2 separate regions of the Anser cygnoides genome follow, and region 1 is linked to region 2. Evidence: chromatin contacts called from public Hi-C data. All regions are on one chromosome and are shown on one strand. Each heading gives the region's core, a stretch centred on a gene start, on an enhancer-like site or on the middle of the called end of the contact. The rest is flanking DNA. Distances are from core to core; before and after follow the strand shown.

Region 1 (4,102 bases), core at 1,182-3,681, 150 kb after region 2:
CAAGCCTGTTTCCCAGCTCACACTCAAACTGCAAATCTGTTTTCCACGTTCACAGTTTGCTTAGTTCTAGTACTTGTGTATTTAGCTGTTTTGATGTTTTCCAGGCAGCGTGGGTTGCAAACAAACCATATAATCCATGCACATTTTTGTAAATGTTCTGCTCTATCCAAAACCAGGCTGAGACTGACGGCAAATAGAGCTTTGCACAGGAAAGATGCTGATTTGCTTTGCAGCTTTGCCCAGAGCTCAGTTGATGCTGACTGCATTTCAGAGCGTTGATTTCAATAATGTGAATGAGCTGGCACATCGGTCACAGGGGCCTTTCTTTTAGCACCATTAGCAGTTGCAACACAAAAGGAAAATGAACAGAAAGAGGCATTCAGCTGGGGTTAGCTGAGTCTTAGTCTTTTGTCTAGTAAATCCTTAACTTCCCCATTGAAGTCCATTGTAACAAATTAAAAACTTTTCTCTGCTTTCCCCTCAAAATCAGTTCATGTCAGTAACGCTTTTAGCTTGGATAAAGGAGAAGGGAGTTGAAGGTCGGATTTACTATTCATTAAGGTAAATTCATTTGCTGTTCTTTACGCAGTGTTGAAAAGTGCTGCACAATACAATAATGGTGCTCAGGGCATGGGGCTAAAGAGAAGAAGGGTAGAGAAATGGTGCTAATGTATCAGGAATGCCTTCTGAGTTGTGTGCTGAAAGCTAAAAGCAACAAAAGTCATCCTATTTTGTTTATACATTTATAAAGAATCCACTCAAATGCAAAAGGAAAAAAAATAGAACGAATTACTAAAGAACACACTGGGGTCATGTCAGCATTTTCAGGCTCCTGTTGCATTACAGAGGTCAGAGCCAAGCTCTTCTCGGCCATGACAAGTGATCGCAGCTCCAGGGGGCTCAGGCTGGATTTGGGGAAATCTTGTCCCCTGGAGTGGTGGGGCGAGGTGGGGGAGCTTCATCACTGCCTGCATGCTCCTGGGACAAACAGTGCTGTTGGGCAATACCCTAGAGGCTAGTGAAACACCGGTGGCCTTAACAATTTCTGCTTTTTCAAGATAAATGTAAAATAAAAAAAAATGAGAAGGTATTTCCTTTGGTAATTACTCAGATTGCATACAAGGCAAAAATAATGTTCTGGGAAAGTTTTCCTTTTTTGATACTGATATGGTCAAGAAAGAAATCTTTGTGGATGCTTCTGTACATATACAATCTGTACGTGGTGAAGAGATGCTTGATAACATAGTCAAAATCATTTTTATTCTTGGTTTCTTTCAGGGATTATGAACATGACTGTGTTTTAGTTGAAGGCCATGAGCTTTGGCTGGTCAGTTCAGTAGGCTACAGAGTGTCACAAACAGTAAGGTGTTGCTTTAAGTCATTGCTTTTATGACTGAGGAAATGATACTGGGCAGAACAGCAGTTCCTATTTCTTTTGCCTTTCTTCACATTTATCCTGATTGAACATCTGTGTTTCCTTCACGCATGTCAGAGTAAAATCTATTCTTTATGGCAGATTTCCCTCATTGGAATTCACTTTCACATTTGATATGTCAACAGCTCATGGCTGCATATTGATTTTGTAAAAACTTTTATTTAAAATGCCAGGATAATGATTTACTTTGCTTAAATATTTGTCATTGGATCCCCTTTTACTAAGACACTGACTGCACATTTTCATACACAGACATGAAATAAGGCTATTGAAATGCAGCTAGATCTGATCCTTGGCATTAGTACTACAAAATATTAGTACTGAAAACCATAATTTGGCAAGTTTCAACACTTTTACTATATGATATGATGTCACACAGTTTCACTCCATTAACATGTACACCTTGAGATTGTTCTTCAATAGATCCACGACCTGTGGCTATAGAATAAATTCACTTGCAAACTGATTTAGTATAAAAGGGAGTCTGATAACCATTTATCATAGTAAAAGGAATTCCTTAATCCACATGAAAAACAGCCACCTACAATTATCCTTCAGTAATTTAAAATGCCAGTTGAGTCCCTTTTTGACACAGAAAATATATGTCTATGTGCGCAGTGAAGATATTTAATGATCACATGTTGCATTAACTGGATAGGAAAATTAATCCCGTCCAATGTAAAAGTATGAGTATCATTAGCTGAATCAAGATGAACGTGACATTCCCGGTGGGTGACTCTATTTTGGGGAAATCATGAGGCTGGAATAAGATTAAAATAACAAATGTGACAGTTGGATCGTGTTGCTAACTGTAAAATATTCCCTCTGAAAAGGTTGCAACTTGTTCCTTTTATAACAACTCTGTTTTAGCTCCCCTATAATTTTGGACTGAGAAATTCCAGCTCAACTTTGAGGTCAAAGGAGAATGTCTTACTACAAACAGAGTTCTGTCTGTTTATGCAGAACAAATTTACAAAACAGTCTCGTTGGAAATGGTGACTTCTGCCTTCCTTACCTCACCCCTGAACTCCCAAATTACCTTTAAACTTTTCCTAATGTAAAATTCCATTGCAACATTGTGCTCAGGTTATATTTGAAAAATAAGTCAGCTGTATGCAGGCAAACCATTTGGTTGTCTCGTGGGCAATTTAAAGTCAGGCTGCTCCCTCTGTTGTCATTGTGCTTTCACTCTGATTAGTAAACACAGAAGAAAACACTTGCGTACTGCATGAGTAAAGATCCTGCCAGGGCTCTTCTGGTCACACCAAAGCTGGCAGCCTCAGTATGCTTTTGTAGCTTCCGTAGCCATCATAAGTCTTCCCGCTAATGCACAAGTATTTTCTTACTAGTTTATTTAATGTGGAGGAATGATTTTTGAATTTGAAACTATCACATTACTATAAGAGTGATTTTAAGCCCCCACGTATTCTGTGTAAGGAAAACACACTTTGCAAAAGCTTTGATGATGTCAGCTAGTGTTACAGACCTCCTCTTGGATAACTTTGCAGCGCTGACAGGCTTTATTTCCCAAATGAAAGCAGTCTGCCCTGCAGCATTTGACTCCTGTGTGGATATTGGCACTTGGCTCCTGAAGCTGCTGTGAGCAAGGCAGGTAGAGTCAAGGAGCCCATTAAAGTACGTGTGGTCTGAACAAGGGCTAATTCACTACCAAGAATAACTTTGAACTGACACAGAAAGTCAGCGCTTCTTCTTGGCATGGGAAAGCTGCTTAATTCTTCCAGGACCTTAGAGCGTGTTATTTTTAGATGAAAATAATCATGGGCTGTTAAGCACAAAGAGAACCTGAGACACAGAGAAGCCCTGCGGCACCGTGCATGGTGCTGGGAAAGTCTCACTGCAGCAGTTTTACACTGGTGTAGACGTATGAGACTTCACGTCTGGCGCTGTATGGCCATTCCTGCACAAACTAGACACGCTTGTGTCACCCAGGAATGACAAATTGCCATTTCCAATTTCCAATTACCCTTTCTCAATTGATTTGGAAACAAAAATGTGAGCTATTTCTGGAGACAGAAAGGAGACATTAGGAGTCAGCAGAATTGCTTCAGTTTGTTCTTTGTTCTCCGTGGAAATGGCTATCTTACCCATATACAGTTCTGTTTTCGAAGGGGAGGAGAAAAGGATCTGTTCTAAGCCATTTTCTAGAAATAGCTAAGGGCAGCTAGATCCCTGATGACAGAGCTGGTACTGAAGTCCTTGTACTTGAACTGAAGGCATCAGCAAAGCAGACCAACACTGAAAAATACTTTGTCATTGCCAGAAGTATTACAATTCTGAGCCACATTTTCAGAGGAGATGAATCAGGTGAGTCAGCTGAGAGAGAGCACTGTGGCATGGGGACCTCGCAGGAGTGCCAGGCCAGAACCCGCCAAACTTCCCAAAGGACAACTTCAGGACAGATGACAGTTCAATACACAGATTTATCTTGAGACCTCTTTGATCCCAATGGTAAGGAGTGGTGCTGGGGCACGCCATCGCAGTGGGAGCTGCATCCTCAGATGTGGATGAGCACCGGGTCTAAGGTCTGAGCGCCGGGCAGAGGAAAACACAGAGACCAGCTCAGACAGTATCCAAGAAAGGCTTCAAAAGGCATCAAAAGAAACAAAACAACACATTGAGCTCCTACCGAGGCTTCCTATCCAGGGC
Region 2 (4,177 bases), core at 1,580-4,079:
AAACCTCCAATCACAAGGCACAAAGACATTTTCTTGCTCATACTTTGGCCAAGATATAGCCAAACTTAATAGTCAACCTGTGCAAACCAGCATAGGTGAGTAACATCAATAGAGAACAACCTATTCCACCACCAGCTTCCTTCATAACTATATTTTTCTTTATTTTTATATAGAATAGTTGAGATTGAGCAAAGACACCCTACAATACAGAGCTCCTACAGTGTATTCATTATGGCTTTATGGAGATGGTTTGTAACAGTCAGATGCTTGCTGTCCAGTGCTAAGAGCAGTAAGACTCTGAAAGGGGCTGTTCTTCTACACAAAAGGAAATCTTTAATTAGAAGATTAGGTATTGACAGTGTAAGTGTATTGTCCTTAAGCAGAACTTGATAGATGACCATCAACAGTTATCTGGAAAGGCACATGTTAGATTATCCACTGTAACACTGCAACAGGTATCTATGTACAAAGAGGCAAAATACAAATGTACCAGTGATTTTAAAAAGGCACTGGAGAACTAACTAGCTGATACCAGCCAGTACGTTATATCCATCGTTATGACCAGCAGGGCTGTTGTGCCTGTCTCCGTATATGCTACAGAACCTGCAGAAATGTTCTGCTCTGGGCTAGACAACCCCTGAAAATACATCCAGGAACTTCACCTTTACACTCTCAGCTGTAGGATAGCTCTGAATGCTCTTGTACTACTTTTGTCAGTCAAATGTAGATGTTTCCACAATCAGATACCATTAATAGGCTGGTTCTGACTAGCACAGTAAGCACTTCTCTATGTGAAGCCCTGAGCTACGTTTAGTTCCTCTTCACAAATGGAACCTTCTATTTTACTCTGCTTTGAATTTTAAGGCAAAAGATCCAAAATGCAAATAGCCAGCCTTCCCACAATAGCCAAAATTTCTGCACTTCTGTTAAAGGTGGTGGGACATGAGTAGGGGACGGGAAAAAAAAAAAGAGATAGCACATACCAGAATCTAAAGTATTTTTGATGGTATACAGGAATAGAACAAGAAGCAATTCTTTCTAAGCTACTTCACATGTTTAGTTTACTGGAGAGATCTAATTCTGATTTCTTACAGGAAAACTGAGGTCCTGTCCAGTCTTCCCTGCTAGACACCTTTGCTGGAAAGTGGAGGGGCATCAGAGGTGACACAGAAGGGATTCTAGTGCACATCATATGAGCATGCTTCCCAGATGAAAGCAACTGGGCACCAGCAAATCATCACATCTTCCTGGGGCACTGGGAAGAGCTGCTGCTTTTCCTATACTCTTCTTCCTCACAAACTAATAAAAACGTGTAAGCGCACAAACACTGGGAATTCAAAGGTGTCTGATGAAACAACTATCTGCCTTCCCCACCGAAGTCCAGTAGCCCCATTTTCAGTACTTTAGGGTAAGACATACAAAAAAAGTTTCCAGCTAGTAAGTGCTTCTATAAGGCACCTATGAGATACCCCAAACCTTTAAGGAAGTGAAGGGGGAAAGGTAAAAGTTGAGTATGTCAGCCAGAAACACTTGTAGTTAAGCAATTATCCACTTTGACACACCATTACCTAACCTACCAGACTAACATGCTATGATTACAGTTGTCTTGGGAGGCTGATAGATGTTTGCCACTAACACCAAGTCCCTTCCAGTCATGTCATCATCTATTATGAAGTCTTGTTGGAGCCCATCCATTCGACACAGCAATCAGCAGGTTCTTGACAGGCCCAACCTGTTCAGACACTTAGCACCCTCTTCTTCACTAATGCCACCTCATATACAGTCTTAAAAACATCCACCCTGGGATCTGGAAGTAGAAGACAAATGTCCTGGGAAACAGGGTTTGTACTCCTCACAATGCCTGATGAAGAAAGTGGCAGTAGGCAAAATCCTCATGAAGTCTTCAGGATATGGATTGGTCCATATTCCTCCTGGGTTCTGAAGATGAATCCCCCAGAAGATACATAGTCATCCAAGGAGATGACCACTCCTGCTCAAACCAAAAGACCAGTTCAGGTCAAAACAGAAAGATCAAGGACATCAGCCCTCCAGCTGCAAAACAGGAAGGACTGGAAGTCCAGGTTCTGTGATACAAAGTAGGAGAAGACAAGCCTGTGGCTGATGTTTCCAGCAGCTCTGTAAGCAATGGACATACCACCTGCAGCCTCATTTCTGATGAAGAGGTTGTAACTCCAGAGAAGATACAAAGAAAGTGCATTTCCACGCCCTGACCAGAGTTAAAGGAGATCCCACCTCTTGTAGGTGGGTGATGGTAGTACTGGCATCATCCTTCAGAACCACACTGCAAAAGCAGCAATGTACTTCAGTGCTGGTCCTCAATGCTGCACCACCCTTCCAGCGAGGTCAGCAGAGGAGAGGATGAAGCTGATGACACTGCAGCCGATGAATGGAAAAAAATAGAAAATGGCTTATACCTACAGCGCTGAAGCAGCTTTGGAGGAAAACAGTGCCAAAGCAAACAAGGTCACTGGATGCAAACAAATGCTGGCAGAGGCAGAAGGCATGGTCTTGTCATGTCTCAATTTTAAGCTTGATCAGGTAGAGCAGAACCAGAAAAAATTATTTGGTATATAAAAGCCAACCTGAACAAGCAACTGCAGGGACTCAGCCCTACTGATACAGCCTGGAGAAGACAAGACAAACTTCTCAACAGGTATCTTTTACTCTGTCTCCTTTGGGTAAATTTGCAGAGGTCTTCAGGGGCAGAAACGAAACTATAACTTCACTGAGCTGGTTATTTACCTTTGTATCTCCCTCCAGCTTTTTAAACCATCAAGTTATTCTCCTTCCTTCCCTGCCACACTAACTAAATTAGCTTAATAAAATAAGTTCATGGGTACTAGAACATTGCATAGCCATTCAAACTGAGGGAAGACTTGATCAGGCATTTGGGAATTAGCTCTTAAGGCTGATAACTGCCACCGTTTCACTGGAAAGCAAAACCCATTACTCAAAGTGAGGATTCAGTCAGCTTCAGCTAAAGTGGCAAGCTCCAAGATATTTCATACAAGACCATGAAGAAAATTGACATAGTATGGACCAAAGAGAGGGATTTTAAAAAAATAAAGCATGAACAGAATTTGGGCTTTATATACCAAATACAAGTATTAGAACAAGTGCTCACAGGACTACTATTTAAAAAGGAGGCTTCTGAAAAAGAGTATTAGCTAGTTGTTTTGTTGTTGTTTTTGTTTTGTGTGTTGTTGTGTGGTTTGTTTTTTTTTTTTTTAATGTATTTTGCTTCACTTCTAGTTACATCACAGGAATTTGCCTTAAAAATCACAGATATATTTCTTCCCATAACTAAGTATGCATCATAAAATCTACAATGAAGTATCAGACACCTGGGTCAAAAGCTGATTTAATCACAATATTCTGACATACAATCCTCTGATATGTAGTACATATAACCCCTAACTTCCTTGTGTAGTTTCTCAGTTCTCAGGCTGAAAGAAAAATATGCCTCACTCTAGAGTTAATATTTGCCTGTAACTGCAGACTGAGATCCAAACCCCAGATCATTTAAGCCATCATCCAGGGGTTCCCATATCCTCATGGGAGTTTCATTTTGCAGAGACACCAACAGGCACTTAATCACTTCGCAGCAACAGATAAGGATTTTGGAGATGCTATCCAGCAATCAGAAGATAGAGAACATGTTTCAAGCTGTTCCAGGCCAGCACTATGATGGAACCGATGAAACTTGTACCATTTTCAGACCATCTGTTGTCTTCCGACATTTTCAGAGAGTTCATTCTTCAATGTTTCCTAAGAGCAATTGCCCAAAGTTTTTTTTAACCACAGAATCACAGAACGGTTTGCACTGCAAGGGACCATAAAGATCATCTAATTCCATCTAATCGAGCTGTCAACTGCAAATCTTTGAGTGCGACCATCCAGCCAATTCCTCACCCACCACGTGGTCCGTCGATCAGATCCATGGCTCTCCAATGTAGGGACAAGGATATCACTGGGATAGTGTCAATGTTTTGCACAAATCCAGGTAGATGGTGTCAGTTGCTCTTCCCCTATTCACCAATTCTGTAACCCCACTGTAGAAGGCTACCGGATTTGCCAGGCACGATTTGCCTGTAGTGAAGTCATACTGGCTGTCATCAATCACCTCCTTATTTTCCATGTGCCTTAGCAGAGATTC

The links. Hi-C and Micro-C count contacts between places; a contact is called where the count stands out from the background.
Region 1: a Hi-C map of liver shows a contact between it and region 2, with 2.5 times the contacts expected there. The contact joins two enhancer-like sites. A contact is called at or near these places in 2 of 7 Hi-C or Micro-C datasets (both in liver).

Annotation. Positions count from the first base shown.
Region 1 is chr7:22,030,075-22,034,176 of Taihu_goose_T2T_genome, forward strand. No RefSeq gene overlaps it. Among named protein-coding and RNA genes, the nearest start is that of MINPP1, 10 kb to the left of the region's middle. Within about 2 kb of position 2,432, at least 1 of the 3 cell types and tissues checked has open chromatin away from gene starts, as enhancers often do. A contact at or near this core is called in liver, where this site is marked.
Region 2 is chr7:21,875,917-21,880,093 of Taihu_goose_T2T_genome, forward strand. The region is part of intron 7 of PTEN (phosphatase and tensin homolog); the gene reads right to left. Among named protein-coding and RNA genes, the nearest start is that of PTEN, 42 kb to the right of the region's middle. Within about 2 kb of position 2,830, at least 1 of the 3 cell types and tissues checked has open chromatin away from gene starts, as enhancers often do. A contact at or near this core is called in liver, where this site is marked.